2 separate regions of the Mus musculus genome follow, and region 2 is linked to region 1. The links are chromatin contacts, called in public HiChIP or PLAC-seq maps. All regions are on one chromosome and are shown on one strand. Each heading gives the region's core, a stretch centred on a gene start, on an enhancer-like site or on the middle of the called end of the contact. The rest is flanking DNA. Distances are from core to core; before and after follow the strand shown.

Region 1 (2,700 bases), core at 92-2,591:
TTTATTTACATTTTTAAATAATAAAGTTTTAAAAAATAAGTCAATTGCATCCCCATGCCCACATGAAGCCATGTCTCTGTATTTTTAAAAGTGGTATGTTTCTTTAATTATGTAAAATACAAGATGTTGATGTTTCATAGAGATTGTAACTGCAGCATTCTTTAATTCTTTCTGGCGTTTGTCATAATTGTTATTTAAAGAATAGAGTATGTATTACATGTAAACATGATCTTTTCCTAGTTTGAATAAATTCCAAGGTAACTGAAGAAAAGAATCACAGGTTAGCAGAGCTTGATGGTAGACATGCGGAAGCTCAGCCCCGGGGAAATGAAGGCAGGAAGACTGTAGATCTAAGGCAAGCCTAGATGACATATACTGAGTTCCAGGACAGCCTCAGAGACAAGGTGAGGCTGTGTTTCAAAACACAAGGCTTGGTATGGTCGTGTATGCCTTTAACCCCAGCACTCAGGAAGCAGAGACAGGTGGATCTCTTTGAATTTGAGGCCAGCTTGTTCTACATTTCAAGTTCCAGGCCAGCCAGGAGCACATAGTGAGACCCTGTTTCAAACAAACAAAAATAACTAATATTTGGCTACTTATTAAACACCAACTATGTATTGAGCATTGCTCTCAGCACCTTATGCATATTCTTTTTAAGCCTCTCAATAATCCTGTAAGTCACATATAAATATCGTCATCATTATTGTGTGAATCAAGGAACTGAGGCACCGAGTTGAGAAGCCAAGCGATACAGCTTACAAACTGTAGAGTGGGTGTTAGAACACAGGCCAGCCAGCTCCAGGGTGCAGGTTCAAATTCCTGCCTTAACATTTAGCTTGCCATGGCCGTAAACCACCTTTCCTAAGTTCTCCTACTTGGTATTCTTCATGTGTATCTTCAGAGATTCATCCCTGTAACAGATTAACTACCCATAAAACTGCTCAGAGAATCCCTGCATTCTCAATTTAACTAGATGGTAAATTAACAGAATAACATCTGAGTTTGGTTCAGTGAATCACGGGACCAGGTTGGAGGAGAGGCAGGGTCATGTGATTTTACTGGTTTTGTTTGAGGGCTGAGTCTCACCGTGTATAATTCAGGCTAGCCACAAAAGTGCCACAACGCCAATGAATAAAGGACAGACCTATGTAGTGGGTTTGGCCCACTAACGCTAATTACACTCCCCCCCAAAAAACCTGCTTACACAAGTGTCTGCACAAAGCTTCTGGGAACCTGACCCTGCTTCGTTCTGATTGGTAAAGATGCGGGCAGCCAATGGCTGGGCAGGGCAGACAGAGGCGGGACTTTAGGATTTCCGGGTTTGGGATTGGCAAGAGAGAGAAGGGGGAGGAGATCCACCATAGCAGGAGAGTGTGGAAGAGAGAAGAGATGCCAAGCCTCAGAGTGTTCAGGACAGAGAGGCTTGGCGGCCATGTGAAGAAGCCGAGAGATCCCTCTGGGTCCAGAGCAGCCAAGATAGAATTTAGAGTTTAGTAAGTAATAACTCGGGATTATTAGCAGGAGGTGGATTCATTTCGTGGAGGTTGGGCAGTGGCCTAGGATAGAGCTGATTAAAGCATGTCAAAATATAAAGGCTGTGCGTGTGGGTCTTCCATTCTCGAATGTAAAGCGTTGAGGTGTGTAGCAAACCCGCTGCCAGGATCTATATAATATTTTATTCAACAGATTTAACTCTGTACAAAGTGGAATTTATTGGGAGGTAGGGAAGATTTGCTGACAGAATCAGATTCTGAGTAGTAGCTAAAATAAGCAGATCACTGTGAGGGAGGGTGTGTATTTTGGTTAGGACAAAGTGTTTTTATTCAAGATCAAATGTATTTGGTTCACCTTAACCAAAGGAAGAGTGAAGCACATTCCTGGTGCAGGTCATACAACTCCGTAGATTGCCTTAGCTGTTTGTATCTGTGTATAATTTACCAAGAAAGCAGACTCGGTTACTTTGGAGCAATTCTGTGATTGACCTGCCTTGCTTGGCTTCCCATGGTGCAACCCCAGCATCCAAATAAACTAACTATTAAGGAAAGCTTCATTTATTTACTTGATTAGTTAGTCTGTTTGAGACAGGGTTTCTCTGTGTAGCCTGGGCTGTCCTAGAACTCACTCTGTGGACCAGGCTGACCTCATATTCACAGAGATCCAGCTGCCTCCGCTTCTGCCTCTCGAGTGCTGGGATTAAAGGTGTGCACCCCCGTGCCTGGCAAGGCAAGCTATATTTTAACTCACTAGCTACGCTTGCTTGCCCTGGTGCTCTAGGGCTGTGGCAGAGCAGAGGTTGCAGAGCAAAACCTCATGTTGGATAGGAACCAAAAGAAAAAATCACCAAGGTTCCACTCTTCCCTTCAAAGGTTGTCAGTGCCCAGGTTACTTCTTCTTTCTTTAAAAAAAAAAAAATTATTTATTATTATATCTAAGTATACTGTAGCTATCTTCAGACACACCAGAAGAGGGTATCTGATCTCATTACGGATGGTTGTGAGCCACCATGTGATTGCTGGGATTTGAACTCAGGACCTTTGGAAGAGCAGTCAGTGCTCTTAACAGCTGAGCCATCTCTTCAGCCCAGTGCCCTAACTTCTATTAGGTTCCACTTTTTAAAGGTTTCTCCCACCAGCTAACCTTGACTAAGCCTTCAATCCATGCCCTTCAGGGGACATTTAAGATCCAAACCTGTGGGATATG
Region 2 (2,700 bases), core at 44-2,543, 190 kb after region 1:
AGAATGCAATTACTTTGTTATTATAGAGCTATTGTCAAACAAGACAGCCTAACAATAGTGTTTGTAAGTGCAGATTCCCACAAAAAGCTAAGCGCCCGAACAGGGACTTGAACCCTGGACCCTCAGATTAAAAGTCTGATGCTCTACCGACTGAGCTATCCGGGCTCTTAGCAAAGCTCTCCACTTTTGCCTAAATGAATTTATTATGATACCTACGTATTCTTGTGTGTATTTAAAGGATGAAGTTCGTTTTTGTCCGAGACTCTGACTTACTGAAACCTAGTCGCTAACGCCTCGGCTTTTATTAGAAGTTAAGGAGGGCAGGAGCGCCACTCAAGCAGGAATCTAGAGGTGCCTAGACCAGCCACGCGGGGCCGCTGCGGGCCACAGGTTTCCCCGGTAGAGTCTATTTTTTTTCTTCCCTGGTCCTTGTGACCTATATCTTGGACACCTAGGGCATACAGGGTGCCTCCCACGGTTCAGCAGGCTGGCTGAGGGAGGACCTGGAGCGTAAAGAATGTCACATGAGGGCCTCCAGATGCTGTCGGGCAGGCTTCCACTCACTTGGCAGGCAGGTCCTATCTCAAAGGAGTGATTGAGGTCGGGAATAACAAAAACTGGAGACAGAGAGAAGACTAGACTTTAGGAGGAGATGGGTGGGTCGGTGGCAGGAAGGAGAACATGATGGCCTTGTCACGTGCTAAGATGTGTGTTATTCACTTGATTGTTGATGAGGTCACCTGGCATTTATGAATTGGTGCAGCTTTCCGATGCACGGTGTGATTCACGTGGGTGATTCACATGTAGGAATTCTGGTGTTCTGGTGCCCATTTCTGGTTTGGAAATAGGAGGAAAAGGCTCTAGGTGGAATCTGGGGAATGGGTGAACATGGGCTTCAGGACATTAGTCAAGCCACTGATCAGACACAAAGTAGTGTCCCAACACGCGTCACCTCCTCCCTGTCTTCCACTTGCCACTTGGTCCCTCCTTCCTTATTCCCTCCCTCACCAATGGGCCCAGGCTTCTGATATCCATCTGGATGAGCCAGCCAGAGGGACAGGCTGTGTCAGAGGCATGCAAACAAGTATTAGGGTGCAAGTCGGTGGGTGGGGATAGTACTCCCGAGCTACCAGCGGAGCTGCCGTGAGAGATCGAGAAAGAGAGAGAGCGCGCGCGAGCCCAGGAACGTCCTAGAGCTGGATCCTTCCTCAGGCCCACCCTTCCCCAGCCCCCAGCCTCCTGCCCAGGAGCTGACTCTCTCTTACCTGTAGCGTACCTTCTCTAGGCTAGCTACTGGTTTGGGGTTATTGGGTCCAGTCATGGCAGTATATCGGCTGTGTGTGACCACTGGTTCCTACCTGAAGGCTGGCACATTGGATAACATCTATGCTACATTGGTAGGCACCTGTGGTGAAAGCCCTAAGCAGAAGCTGGATCGCGTAGGCAGGGACTTCGCCTCTGGATCGGTGAGTACAGAGGAGAGATGGGGAACCTGAAGGAAGTGAGGATTATTCTTGTTGGATTCGTCAAGTCCTGCTGAACTCAGGATGCCTGCTATGTCCTGTGATCATTTTCTTTGACATCCCTGACTTTTGGGAGACGATAAACCATACCAATTGTTCTGAGACAGGGCTGTGGGGAAGGGCATTTGGAATGGATTCTGGGGACTTCCCCTAACTTCCTGGCTTCTCCTATCATTGTTGTTATTGTTATTATTTTCTGTGGTTTTTCCAGACAGGGTTTCTCTGTGTAGCCCTGGCTGTCCTAGAACTCTCTGTGTAGACCAGGCTGGCCTTGAACTTAGCAATCTGACTGCCTCTGCCTCCTGAGTGCAGGGGGAATTAAAAGCCACCACTGCCTGGCCTGGCTCCTCCCCTAATTGACACTAGGCTTTGACCAAATTGATTCCTCTGATCAGATCATGGGTCTCCTGTTCTTTGGGAGGGGTCTGCTTTGTCGGTCGCTAGTTTAGTTTGCTAATGACCCTACATGAAAGTGAACTACTGGCAGTGAGGGTAGGAATCCCTACAAAAATTCACTCAGGCACTGAGTATGGTGCCTGCTCCTCTCTGGATGGAGACGGGCTCTTTCTCTCAATCACACAAAGGAACCACATGGATCAACGACTGCTCAGGCCAATATCCCAGAAAGGTAGCGGTGTTGATGCACACTTCAGAGTGCAAAGATGTCCTCGACAGTTCCTGGTTGCTCAAAGGCCTGCTTGCTGCTTCCCTCACTCCAGGTTCAGAAGTATAAGGTGCGCTGTGAAGCAGAGCTGGGTGAGATCTTGCTGTTGCGCTTACACAAGGAGCGCTTTGCTTTCTTCTGCAAGGACCCTTGGTACTGCAGTCGAATCTGTGTCACTGCCCCCGATGGCTCTGCTGTCCACTTTCCCTGCTACCAGTGGATCGATGGCTACTGTACTGTGGAGCTGCGGCCAGGAACAGGTGGGCAAGGGACAGAGACTGCACAGTACTGCAGAGGCTTCGTGTGAGGTTAGGAATGGAGTCTCACAGAACTCGGCGCGTAGGGAATGTGACTGGGGTTAGGAATGCCGGGATCCCAAAGCAACAGTGTCTGATAAAGAGCACTGCTAAAGTCCTGACATGCAAGAGCTTCCTGGGTAGTGTTTATTGTTCTGGAGGTACACACAGACAGGCTCACACAGACAGACGGACACAGATAAGCACACACAGAGAG

The links. HiChIP or PLAC-seq counts read pairs in DNA pulled down with a chosen protein or histone mark.
Region 2: an H3K27ac HiChIP or PLAC-seq map of microglia shows a contact between it and region 1, with 4 times the contacts expected there. The contact joins the promoter of Aloxe3 here to the enhancer-like site in region 1. A contact is called at or near these places in 2 of 39 promoter capture datasets (hippocampal neurons and liver), 1 of 484 Hi-C or Micro-C datasets (pre-B cells), 2 of 115 datasets of contacts at active chromatin or transcription factors (embryonic stem cells and microglia) and 3 of 9 other capture datasets (adipose tissue, liver and pancreatic islet).

The regions. Positions count from the first base shown.
Region 1 is chr11:68,938,525-68,941,224 of GRCm38.p6, forward strand. It overlaps a transcript of Arhgef15 not described here. Among named protein-coding and RNA genes, the nearest start is that of Gm51902, 9.8 kb to the left of the region's middle. Within about 2 kb of position 1,342, at least 351 of the 459 cell types and tissues checked have an H3K27ac peak or open chromatin away from gene starts, as enhancers often do. A contact at or near this core is called in adipose tissue, embryonic stem cells, hippocampal neurons and 3 more, where this site is marked.
Region 2 is chr11:69,125,084-69,127,783 of GRCm38.p6, forward strand. It overlaps Aloxe3 (arachidonate lipoxygenase 3), which reads left to right and starts at 1,294. Exons shown (of 15, transcript NM_011786.2): 1 at 1,294-1,466; 2 at 2,243-2,447. The coding sequence starts at 1,320. It overlaps n-TKctt27 (a tRNA gene), which reads right to left and starts at 165; the gene lies at 93-165.